2 separate regions of the Mus musculus genome follow, and region 1 is linked to region 2. Evidence: chromatin contacts called from public Hi-C data. All regions are on one chromosome and are shown on one strand. The core of a region is the stretch at or near the end of the contact, and the rest is flanking DNA. Distances in the headings are between cores, read along the strand shown.

What was found. Hi-C and Micro-C count contacts between places; a contact is called where the count stands out from the background.
Region 1: a Hi-C map of cerebral cortex shows a contact between it and region 2, with 2.0 times the contacts expected there. The contact joins two enhancer-like sites. A contact is called at or near these places in 3 of 484 Hi-C or Micro-C datasets (cerebral cortex and uterus).

Annotation. Positions count from the first base shown.
Region 1 is chr15:93,820,686-93,826,968 of GRCm38.p6, forward strand. No RefSeq gene overlaps it. Among named protein-coding and RNA genes, the nearest start is that of 9430014N10Rik, 100 kb to the right of the region's middle. Within about 2 kb of position 4,511, at least 78 of the 459 cell types and tissues checked have an H3K27ac peak or open chromatin away from gene starts, as enhancers often do. A contact at or near this core is called in cerebral cortex, where this site is marked.
Region 2 is chr15:93,511,104-93,516,842 of GRCm38.p6, forward strand. It overlaps Prickle1 (prickle planar cell polarity protein 1), which reads right to left. Exons shown (of 8, transcript NM_001033217.5): 2 at 1,347-1,533. The coding sequence starts at 1,478. Among named protein-coding and RNA genes, the nearest start is that of Prickle1, 82 kb to the right of the region's middle. Within about 2 kb of position 1,543, at least 19 of the 459 cell types and tissues checked have an H3K27ac peak or open chromatin away from gene starts, as enhancers often do. A contact at or near this core is called in cerebral cortex, where this site is marked.

The DNA.
Region 1 (6,283 bases), core at 3,261-5,760, 310 kb after region 2:
ACCATCCTCTTATCTCTGCCTCTCAAATACTAGGCTTACAGGCACCTATCACTGTGCTTGGTTTTAATACTCAGTACATCTATCAATTTGACGTTTGTTTTGCATGTCAGATTTTAATACACTGAAACAGAAAATATCAGTTTGAGTTATGTCTCTTCATTTGTCATGTGTACGCACAGTGGATCTAGTTTTGTTTTTAAATAATGGATTACTTTAATTTAGTTACGAAATTCCTATTTTTCAACTTATATTATATGCAAGTGTAGATAACTGGCTTGGCAAGATGTGCCCACTGGATAGATGGTGGCTTGAATGGGGTGGAACTAACTAAATTCTTCCTGGTTGGACTTAAGGAAGGTTCACTCCACAGGAAGAAACCCATGCCTGGTACTATAAACGCATTAGCTTGAGAGTTCACAGGACCTGTTACTATTATTTTGCCAAATGGACATAGTATCAAATTGCCTTCTAAATACTCATTCTTATATCCATAGACTAGAACAACTCTAAACTCTAGCCTCTCTAAGAAGAGAGACTTTTCTGTATAGAAGATGGTAGATAATCTAGAGAGTCACAATTTGTCAAAGTGTAGAGTCCTAAATGGGGCATCTGTATCACACCCCCTCTCCACACAAAATTCAGGAAACACGGTGGGACAAAGGTCACAAATCTAGAGGAGCTAAAGACCAGGCAGAATTCCTCTGAAATAGTTTCTTCTGTGAACGGCAGGGGTGTTGTCCTCAAGGACTCACAATAGCTGTGGTTGCCAGCACAGGGTCAAAGTCAACATTCTAGCTGGGAGAGGAAAGGGTTCCTGAGTCTCCATCCCAAAGGAGGAGTTAAACGCAGTGGAAGGAGAGTACGTTTCCTTCAGCGTTGACCCAGAGTAGGTTGCCCGGGCTTTGGTAGATGCCCCTGCACCTGTGTGGGTGTGGCAAGCACTAAGTAAACTCCGAGTGTATACAGGGGAATCAGGGGGAAGAAAGCGTGAAGCTGGAACGGGAATATTCATGGGTGAGGAGTCAGGGAGGAGTTAAAATGATGTAATGAGGGGCTATGGTCAGAACACATTATATTCATGTGTGGACTTACCAAAGAATGTAAGTAATATGTAGTGTAAGTTATAGATACATTGTAGGAATATTAATGAAAGCATCTGTAATAGTAGAGAGATTTTTAGTTTAAATTCACCTTAGGGGCTGCTGCCATGGCTCAGAGTGTAAAGACAGCCACTATGGAAGCCGGATAACCCCAGTTTGATCCCTGGATGCCAGAGACGGGGAGGAAAACCAAGTCCTGACAGTTTTCTCTGACCGCTGTGCTCTCTCTCTCTCTCTCTCTCTCTCTCTCACACCACAAGTAAAAAGGTTTAAAATCACCCCAAGCCCTCCCGTGTCACTACAAGTAAACTATATGGTATGCAGCGAGTCAATAAATGTGTTTAAATCTGGTAATTTCTTTCTGTTCGATTGAGAGATATTGGAAGCAAGGCAGTTCATTCTGTAAGCGAATTGGCGCTTGATGGATGACCCAGTGCATTCATTTGCCATCCGTCATTAGCTGACACGTGAGGTGAAAGTGATGCTGTATCAGGGAGCTGCTTCAGCCTCTGCCCCTTGGCTGCCCGTTCTTTATTTAATTCACAATTCCGGGCGAAGCTCTCACGTCACAAGGAGGCTGGGTGAGGAGTGAGGAAGAGTGGAAATGCAGGGAGAGGTGTGTAGAGAGCAGAATGTGAGAGGCCTGAGAGTAGGCAGAACGACTGGAGCCTAGATGGGAAAGTAAGAGGAGGATTGGTATGGAGATACTGGTCAGAGCTGGAATGTAGGGTTTTTTTGTTTTTTTGTTTTTTGTTTTGTTTTGTTTTGTTTTTATTTTTCCCAACAAAGTTTGCTGGAGAAAAAGGAAACCATTTTACTTAGAGGAGAGGAGAGGAGAGGAGAGGAGAGGAGAGGAGAGGAGAGGAGAGGGAGGGAGGGGAGGAAGGGGAGGAGAGGGGAGGAGAGGGGAGGAGAGGGGAGGAGAGGGGAGGAGAGGGGATGAAGGAGAAGAGAAACACCAGTAGAACCTTGACTCCGAAGGAATTCTTAAAGTCGGCTAGAAAGAAGTCATTTAAACAGCTAGAGAGGTACCTTAGCGACTTAAGAATTCTTGCTGAAGACCCAGGTTCAGTTCCTAGCACCCACATAATGGCTCATACCTATCTGATTCCAAAAGATCTGGTGGCCCTTCTGGGATCTGTGGGCACAGCAAACACACAGTGCACATAGATACGTATGAGCAAACATTCATACACAGTTTTTTTTTTTAAAGCAACTTAAGTTGCCCTATGAAGGTGGGTTTATGAGGAGTTCCGTGAGAACATTAGCCCCCAAGGCTAGAAACTCCATACAGTCCCGTTTGTTGAGCTACACAACACGGGCTACAAGCTACAGTGATGGTCAGTCTATGCTTTTGATAAAGCGCATCATTTAAAAGTCATGTTTGCTTGCCTTCTATTGCCATGACTGATAACATAGGATCGGTAGGCAGTCACTTAAGATGCAAACAAGCCTCTACAGCTTCCTGGATGTAGAATACTGGGTTTCATAAGCAGCGATCTGCTTGATTACAGCGTGAAAAGGTAACTCCAAAAACTGTATTCCGACTTTGGACATCAAGGATTCAAACTCGTCTTCACTCTGAACAGATTTTCTCTCAGTTGCATCTGCCCATCGTAGCTGAGTTCTTTATAGAATGACACAAAAGAGGCCTTATCCATCTGGGCCACTTGGAGGTTGCCATGTAATCCCGCATCTCATTTTGGTCTTCGTAAGAAGACATAGTTCTCTCCTGTCTAGGTTCAGATTGTCTCTCTAGACGAGAACCAAATTGCCAAGGTCTATCCTGAGAATAGAGATTCCAAAAAGTTAAAAACGTGCTTTTGACTATTGAAGCACTTATGAAATACTGATTTTTTTGCAGTGTGTATTATGTGTTTCTATTGCTAACAAATATGGCAGGCTAATAGCCTCAAAGAGAACAGGTAGCAATCCAACGAAGTGGCCCATTGAGTTCCAAGGACTAGGAAGAAAATTTGGTGTTAAGCTCCATTGTCCAGGAATATCAAAGCAATTATATTTTCATTTAAAACACCATTCTAGTTATATATCCAATCCTGAAACATCTGTTAAAATGTGTTCTGGGAATGACCCTACTGAAAGTCGTTTTCTGTGGCTGAGTGAGTTCTGTATGCTTCATCATCCCTTTTGAAGATACAATCATTTCATGTAAAAATTTCAGGTCAGCCTTCTAATAAAACTCCCTTACCACTGCCTCAGCTAAACAAACTACCTTTCCATATGGCAAATTTTGTGTATAGCAACCTTTTGTGTAATCGTGAATTCATTAACTCCATAGGGAACTATTTTTTGAAAAACCCTGTCTAACATGTCGAACCTTGGAGCTCTCTGGATTTTTAGTTCTACACGTCTGTGCATGGTGTAGCCATTTTTATGGGTGAAAAAAAAAAGGTTCTTGTGGGAAGTACGTATGATGTCTAGTTTTGACTCTCTGTCCACTGAGGATTTATAATGAGCTGAGCAGAGCAAGACCCACAGAGCTGAGAAGCTTAGCAGGTACGTTGGGAGGTCCTGATGAGAAGTCAGGAAGGAGCAGGATGCTAGACCTAGGAGACAGAGAATGTTGTCCTCAGTCAAGCTTGTCCTGAGCCTTTGGAATCTCTACACTAAGACCTTGGCAACTGGTTCCCTATCTAGAGAGACAATCTGGATTTGGAGTAGAATGGACTATATCTTATTATGAAGGTTTAAACGAGATTCAGGATTGCATGGCAATCTTCAAGTGCCCCGGATGGATAAGGCTATCCATCATGACATGTATTCAGATTACAGTAGAGTCTTAAGAGATCACTCACTGGAAGGTAACACCCACAAGGCAGAACTGTTTTGTCAGAACGAAGAATTTAACCACAGAGACAACCTATGCACCACAAAAATAATCAGATAATAATTGCAGACAGGATGTAATTAGCCTCCCGAGAGGCTCGGGCTATAAATACTCTGGGACGGAGAGAAAGAAACCAGCCTGAATGGAGCTGGGAGAAAGCTTGCTATTCTGAGCATTCCTCACAAAGGGCAGCTTTAACTCGTCTCCATTACCACGTGGCAAGACAACAGCAGTCTCAAAGGGCCTTATGCTTAACAGACTTATTTATTGCTGTGTTTCAGACCCGTGTTCCTGGCTAGTCTGGAAGGAGAAGAGACTATTTCCTGACATCTGCAGAACAGTGCTGCTAGCCGAGTATCTTTACAGTGGAGCCGCTACAGTTCTCTGTTTCCAGAGGGCTTTATGTAACGTGTAGGCACATGACATAATGGGTCCGCGGCTCAGGAGCGCATCTGAAACGCCTTTGGGATGCAGTTGGAGAAACTGGCAGAGTTATGGCAAGAGATCAGTGAGGTAGGGTGGACTCTAAGTAAGCCGATTCCTTGCAAGCATCAGAGAGAAGAGAGTTAACAGGGACCGCGGCTTTAACTAGGAGAGGAAAGTGGGATACAATCTGGAAGCAGGTCTGCAGGACAACTGAAGTGGCAGAGATTAACATATGGAAACCAGACAGCAAGCTAGGATCAGAAGAGGGAAAGAGCCTCGTGGGGGGTAAATATAGCTGCAGATAAGGAGGGTGGGAATATTGGATGGGGATTTACTTCCGGCTTTGGAAAAATCCAGGGGGAAGCTGGTAGAAGTATGTAGTCCTCTCATCTTCAGGAGGGTTATGTAATATGGAAGTGCTAAACTTGGCCCGTGTAAAATACTGGCATCCCTTTCCGTGTTATTTTTAAACTCGCTGTTTTTCATTCATTAAGCACAATTGAGCTATCAAGTCCTGCGTAACCCAGGCGGAGCGTAACCCCTACCACCGGAAGGGCAGTGTATCAGCCACGTTGTCATGACAGATCTGCTCTCGGAGATGCTGTCTCGCAAAGTGCGATGTGTCTCCCACACTTTCCAGAGAGAAGCAATACTCCTTAGGAGCCACACAATAACGCATATGGAAATGCATGTGTTTTCTGGAGGCTGAGAGGAGGGGGTGGGGGAGGGGGTGGGAGTGGGGGATGGGTGAGCTGAGCTACTTGCCTGACAGATCTGTGAGTTCTGAAAGTTGACAAGTTTGGGGGAAAACTATTCCAGGTAGGTGAGGGGAGAAGGAACATGCATTCAATTAGCAGTCGTATTGGGTATATACCCCGTTCTTTTAACTCGGCACTTTTAATATCGGATAGAGAGCTGGAGGCACGAGGAGCAGAAGAATATCCTTAGCAGACAAGCATTGCTGTCACCGATCTTGCTTACCCCCTGTGCATCTTTGCCTATGTCAATATTTTATATTATTAGCGGTATTTCCACTAATTGATGCCATTCTCAGTCCTTACTCTTGCTAACCCTCCAAATGAAGGCGCTCTTAAAATGTTGTCAAGTTCAATCAGCGTCCTTCCTTAAGTGGTCTCAGGGTAAATGGATAAAGATCTGTTGGTGATTGACATGCTGTGGTATTAAAACTTACAGAGGCTGCCCCAAGATGTTATGCTAGAGAATGCCTCTGAAGTGAGGGGGGATTGTCCGGTGGTCTTGGTGCTGCTGTGGGTATGAGATGCAGGAGGAACACGTTCTAACTCCTGCTGCTAAAGCCCAGCGAGCTCTGCTGACCACGGCAGCGACGGATACAAAGGACATTTGTATTAACTGCAGGGTGACCCCCTGAAGTCGTAAGTCCAAACATACAGACATAGCATTTCATCAGTACAATCTAGTTCCACTTCAAGTGGAGGAAGAACGTCCTTTGTAAAGTTGGAGGCTGACCTGTTCCCCAATGCTTTCAAGCTGAAGGCTTGGCCCTCATTTTAGTTATTTCGAGGTAGTAGACATGTCAAGAAATGGGGCCTATGGGCAGATTTTTTTTCAGTACAGTGGATGTGACCTTGAAGAATTCTGTGGACCCTTTTCTTTTTCTTTGTCTTTTTCACACATGTGAGTTAATGGTTGCTCAACCATGGACTGCCCCTCCATGATGTGTGAACAGCTACAGGCGTCAGAGGAATCGGCCAACAAACCATGTCCAGGAAGCCTCTGGAAGCCTGTACCAAAGCCAACTCCCTTTCTTCTAAAGGAGTTATCTTAGATGTGAAAATGTGACTACATTCACCATCTTTTATTGAATAGGTATTATACAGGATATGCAATATGCCTTCTCTATGTACAGCTGCAGACCAACCATAGAAAC
Region 2 (5,739 bases), core at 293-2,792:
GGTGACTTCTGTAAGTGACCACACAGGCTGTGTGACAAGATCCAACACCCAGCCTCTACACAAATAGACTCAGTTTTCTCTCGGAATTCTACGGTTCTCTCCAGCCTCGGCATGGCAGGCTGTCACCGGTGGGAGCTGCAGTATCCAGCTTCACTTTCCCCAAGGAAGCAGGAGAAGGGAGATGCTGAGCTAATCTGATTGTTGTCTTTTAGGAGCGTCCTAAAAGATGAACGCAGGATCCTGCATTGCTGAGATGGAACCAAAGGCATTCAAGTTAAAAAAAAAAAAAAAAAAAAAAGGAGTTTAGGGACCTGGGACTTGTCTGCTAGAAGCAGACCTACAAACACATGCCATCCAAAGACAGGAAGGATCTTCTCTACGAAACAGTTCGTCAAAACTCCACTTCCCTAACTGCTACACCAGCATAATTTTCCTTCCTGTATTGTTCTAGAAGCTTTTCCTTACGGTTACTATCATTGGATCCCATTATGGATGGTTGTGAGCCACCATGTGGTTGCTGGGATTTGAACTCAGGACCTCTGGAAGAGTGGTCAGTGATCTTAACCGCTGAGCCATCTCTCCAGGCCAAGATTCCCTATCTCAAAAGGGGTTCCCTTCCACCGCCCAAAGAACAGTAACTCATAATCAGGCACAGAACTGGTGGCATCTTCTATTCTGAAGGATACCTTTGCCTGTACAGGATCTACCAACCATTTTTAATAACCTCATCATAAGGATATTGGGAAATAAAAACAGGCAGGCAGATCGCTCCCATCTTTAAAACAGAGAAACAAAGGATGTGCCACAATGATGTGTCTCTGATCCCCACTGTAGTTGTCAAAGGCCATGTTTATCAGCAACACCACATTCCTCTTCCGTAGAGGGGCATTGTGGAGAACTGGCCTGGAGGTCGTCCTTCTATTTCCTTTTGTCCTTACTGAACCTTTGAGACATGTAATAGTGGCATACACCTTTAATTTCAGCACTTGGGAGGCATAGGAAGGCAGATCTCTGAGTTCTGTGAATTGGAGGCAAGCCAGGACTACACAGTGAGACCCCATTTCAAAAGACAAACACCCCTCCCCCACCCCACCTACCATTTAAAAACAAACAAAAAAAAAAAACAAAACTCCAAATGAGGAACGTTTCTCTTCCCTAAAAGGTGACTTGTGAAAGTCCTATCAGAAACGCCTGTGGTGCCCTGCATTTGCATTAATCACGATGGCAGAAGGAGGGCATTACTGAAACCAAACCAGACCTTAGACAGCAAAGCCAGCCAGGGAGATGAGAGGTTCCACACTTCCCTGGAAAGCACATCAAAGGGGACAGCGTTGCTTCCTACCTACCTGCTCGGGCCTGAGGCCCGGTGGGACCCATGCATACTCTTCAAGTGCACAGCCGGAATCATCATCTGATGTGGAGCTTCTCTGGCACCCGAAGACCAGTTTGCTCATTTTCGGTTCCATCTCCAAAGGCATAATAATGAAGTTTTAAAGCTGGCTGCTTAGTCACAGGACATCCAAGAGACAGCTGCTGTGGGTGACATAGAAGGCGCTGTGTTAAAAAGCAATGCTTCTCTACCAAGAGCTTCTAGTTTACATATGGATGGGCTCAGAGACAGTGAACCAAACGCCTGGGTTTGCTGACTTCAGGCCCCGTGCCACTCAGGCAATTAGGAAGTGACTCCCTTAACCAGCTCAGTACCAAAGAAAACGGGCCACCAGGCTAGTGCTCTCTGTTGCCTTTAAAGGATACTTCTTGCTCGAGTAAGGGGATGGCTCTGCTTGACTTGTTTACCTATGCGTGAGATCCTGCGAGGTGTAAGAGTTTAAACAGAAGTGGGGAACTGGGCTCTGCCTTGCCCAGAAAGCTGGCCGCAGAGACCCTGCTCAGTCCCCCAGATTTCCTAAGCAAGTTTTCCAGTGGAGGCAGCAGAGACAGCCGAGAGTGTTATCCCTGAAGTAAACCGTACAGTTTAAACTTCTAATCCCTGACATCAAACTTCTACACCCAGGACAGGCAGTCAGCGAATCCCCTCGGAATACTGGATACGGTGCCAGGTCACAGATGGGTCCAGCTTGGAGACTTGATTGTTTAATCTCATTATCAACCAACGTTTAGGAAGGCTTATTGAGTGTGAAATGGAACCAGCCCCACTATTGGTCAAAGTGAGGTGTTAAATTTCTGAATAAGAAAGCTGTCTCAGAAAAAGGGTACTGAAGGTGTCAAGGAGTGGTCCTGAGGCTGAGATGTTGGCTTTGGTAGCACGGTGTGTTATCCCTTTGTCTTATAGTTCTTAAAAATCATCGCTCACACACGAGGCACTAAGAAGGAAAACAAGAACCTTCACGATTCCAGTTTTCTTTAAACGTTTTGATCCTGACATATTTTAATATAAAGAAGTTTGTGTGTTAGGGGGCCGGAGAGATAGCTCGGTGGTTAAGGGCTATGGCTGCTCTTCTAGAAGACCTGAGTTCAATTCTCAGCACCCACATGGCAGCCCACAACTGGCTAGAGTTCCAATTCTAGAGACCTGGCACCTTCAAACATACATGCAGGCAAAACACCAACGCACATAAAATAAATATTAATATATTTTTTTAAATTATTAGTCTGATCCAGTCACTTTACAGAGAGGGTTCCAGGATGGCAAATGCCTCCTGTATAAGAAGAGTTAAAGCCTAATCCCTCTGTCTTTAAATCCTAACCAATCCCAGACCGAGGTAAAATGATGTTTCAGCAATTCTCTCAGTGCAACACTAAATTCTTAGTGTTGGTGGGGTCGGGGGAGTCACTTGTTAAAATACACCGCTAGCAAAATATCCAAGGACATTTTAAACTTCGAACTTGAGAACAGCTCACAAAGGGGCAGAGTTAAAAGAGCACCTGCCTCATGGCTGCAGTCATTCCTGCAGGAGAAATGGTGACTCAGCAAGATACCGCCCCAGCCAGTAAACGGGCTTTCAGGCACCCCAACAGAAGGGCAGGCAGCCTCATTTCCGACTCCACGGTGGCGGGGGTTCTCACCTCTGACCCAGCCGTGGCACACAGGTGCAGACAATTCACGTCTTAGCAAAGACTGGAAACAGAGGTGCATTCCTCCACCCCCTCAATAAAAGGGGACGTGTTAATGAAAGTCAGAAGACAGCTTGGGTCTTTCCCTTTTGCCCTGTAAGATCCGCCCCTGTGTGTCAAAGGAAGAGACTAGGGGTTAAGACTTTAATTAGTAACTCATGGGCTCTCACCAGGAGAACTGCTACTTTCGATGCAATTTAACCTGAATTTTGAAACGGGGAGCATTTGTCTGCTGCCAAACCTGGCTGGGGGGTGGGGTAGGAGGAAAACAACAGAATATAAATATTTTTAAAAAAAGAGCCTTTAAAAATTAAATGCTACTCTATTTTCAAAACTAGAAAAATAAAACAAAAGCTCTGCAAATGGTGAGAGACCATGTTTTCTGCCTCCTAAACCAAAGGTCTAAATCCCTTCTTAGAGCTGTTCTCTCTGAGAATGTGGGATGAGTCCCTATCCTGATGGGGGTAAATCGTGTGACATGTCACTTGGATGCAATGTCCCCATTTTAAACCACAAACTCACACAGGTTTTAGTCCAGCCTTTCAACAAACTTTCTCGACAACATAAAGGGTACCACAATTGTAGGAAAGCAGAGATCCACTTTCATCCCAGTGTTAGCTTCCAGTTTTACCGGGTGGTGTGACCACAGTACCTGCTACCATTAGCATTTAAATATTTAAATGCAGTATGAAGCCTTAGGGCCGGTTGTCCGGAGGCAAGGAGGCAAGGAGTTAAGGAGCCTTAGAACCAGAGCCATCAGAGGGAGAAGCAAGCTGGAGGTTGGCAGAGTTGGTGTACTTTTTCAGGGATTATCTTAGGAGTGATCCACGCATGCGGCCTCTAAGCCACAGGAAGTGTTAACACTTCCATGCCTCTCCTTTGTCTTTTCTCACCCCTCTCTTTTCTTGGAAACTAGCTAGCTCCTTTCACCATTTCATTCATTTAAAAAGAACCACACATCCCAGCCTGCAGCTGTATGGCTTCTCCATCATCGTATATGTGTCAAGAGAGCATCTGACCCAAGATGCTTTCTTCCGTCTTCCTTGGGAACCAGGCAGAGACACATAGTGTACAGACATACACACATGCAGGCAAAATACCCAATCACATAAAAATTTAAAAAAACAAAAATTAAGGAGACAAGTGACAATCCAGTAGGAGCCCGGATGTCAAGTAAAAGTAGCCAACGTAAGAGGAGTGGTTACAAATTCTATTGTGTATTTCCCTCGTTTCTTTCCTGGCAGCCTGTGTGTAATTCACGGGACTGAGCCTGTGGCTGCTAACTTGTTTTCATTTTGAGCACAGTGAAAAGTGCCCACGCTTCAGAATTCCAGAAACAGCAAACAGAATCCAGCCGGGTGACCTAGAAACCGCTGTTCACCTGGAATGAGGGAGACTGGGGTTATCCCTGTCTAGGAGCTGCAGTCCAGTCTTTTGACCTCGGATGGGCTAGTTCCCTGCAGGTGCTTTTCTCCTGGTTGTCATGGTCTTTGTTTCGTTTCTGTTGTGTTCAGAACAGGGTCTTGCTATGTAGCTGTGGCTGTCCTGGAACTGCCCTGCAGGTCAGACATCTTGGCTACAGCTCAAAACTCACAGAGATCCACCTGCCTCTGCATCCTGAGGGTTAGGACCAGAGGCGTGCGCCAACATCCCTGGCTGGGTGTGGTCATGTTTTGAATCCCACTATGGTTATCTGTTAGTACCGTAGCCTTATCCATGACCAATTACTTTGAAATCTGTCACTTTAAGTATTTTGTAAACCAGGCAAAGCTTGAAAGTACAAACTGGGGGCTGGAGAGATGGCTCAGCGGTTAAGAGCACTGACTACTCTTCCAGAAGTCCTGAGTTCAATTCCCAGCAACCACATGGTGGCTCACAACCATCTGTAATGGGATCTGATGCTCTCTTCTGGTGTGTCTGAAGATAGCTACAGTGTACTCACATATATAAAAAATTTTTTTAAAAATTTAAATGTACAAACTGTTACAGGGAGGGCCTGTGTCCCTCTATCAGCACAGGAGTCACTGAAGGCATTCAGGACTTGAAGGTGTCACTCAACCCAGATGGCAGCTTGACTCTACGTTTGGTCACTGGCCATCATTTTCCTTTCTAGTCTACTTGGGACAACTAAGGGCTAGTGTTCTGACCGACCTTTAGATGTACAACTCAGCCTTTGCCTTGTTTCTCTAGAGCAACGGTTCTCAGCCTTCCTCATGCTGCGACCGACCCTTTAATACAGTTCCTCAGACCTTGCTGACCCTCAACCATAAGATTATTTGGACACTTCAGAACTGTGACTTTACTACAGTTATGAATTGTAACAAAGATCTGATATACAAAATGTCTGACATGAGACCCCTGTGGGGTTTGTGACCACAGGTTGAGGACTGCTGCTCTAAAGTGTTTTCTTTCTTTCTTTTAAAATTTTTTTCTTTTCTTTTCTTTCTTTTTTTTTTTTTTTTTGAGACAGGGTTTCTCTGTATAGCCCTGGCTATCCTGGAACTCACTTTGTAGACCAGGCTGGCCTCGAACTCAGAAATTTGCCTGCCTCTGCCTCCCGAGTGCTGGGATTAAAGGTGTGTGACACCATGCCCGGCTTTAAAATTTTTTAAATTTTTTAAATGCATTTTTTTTGTTTATATAATGAATACACTGTAGCTGTCT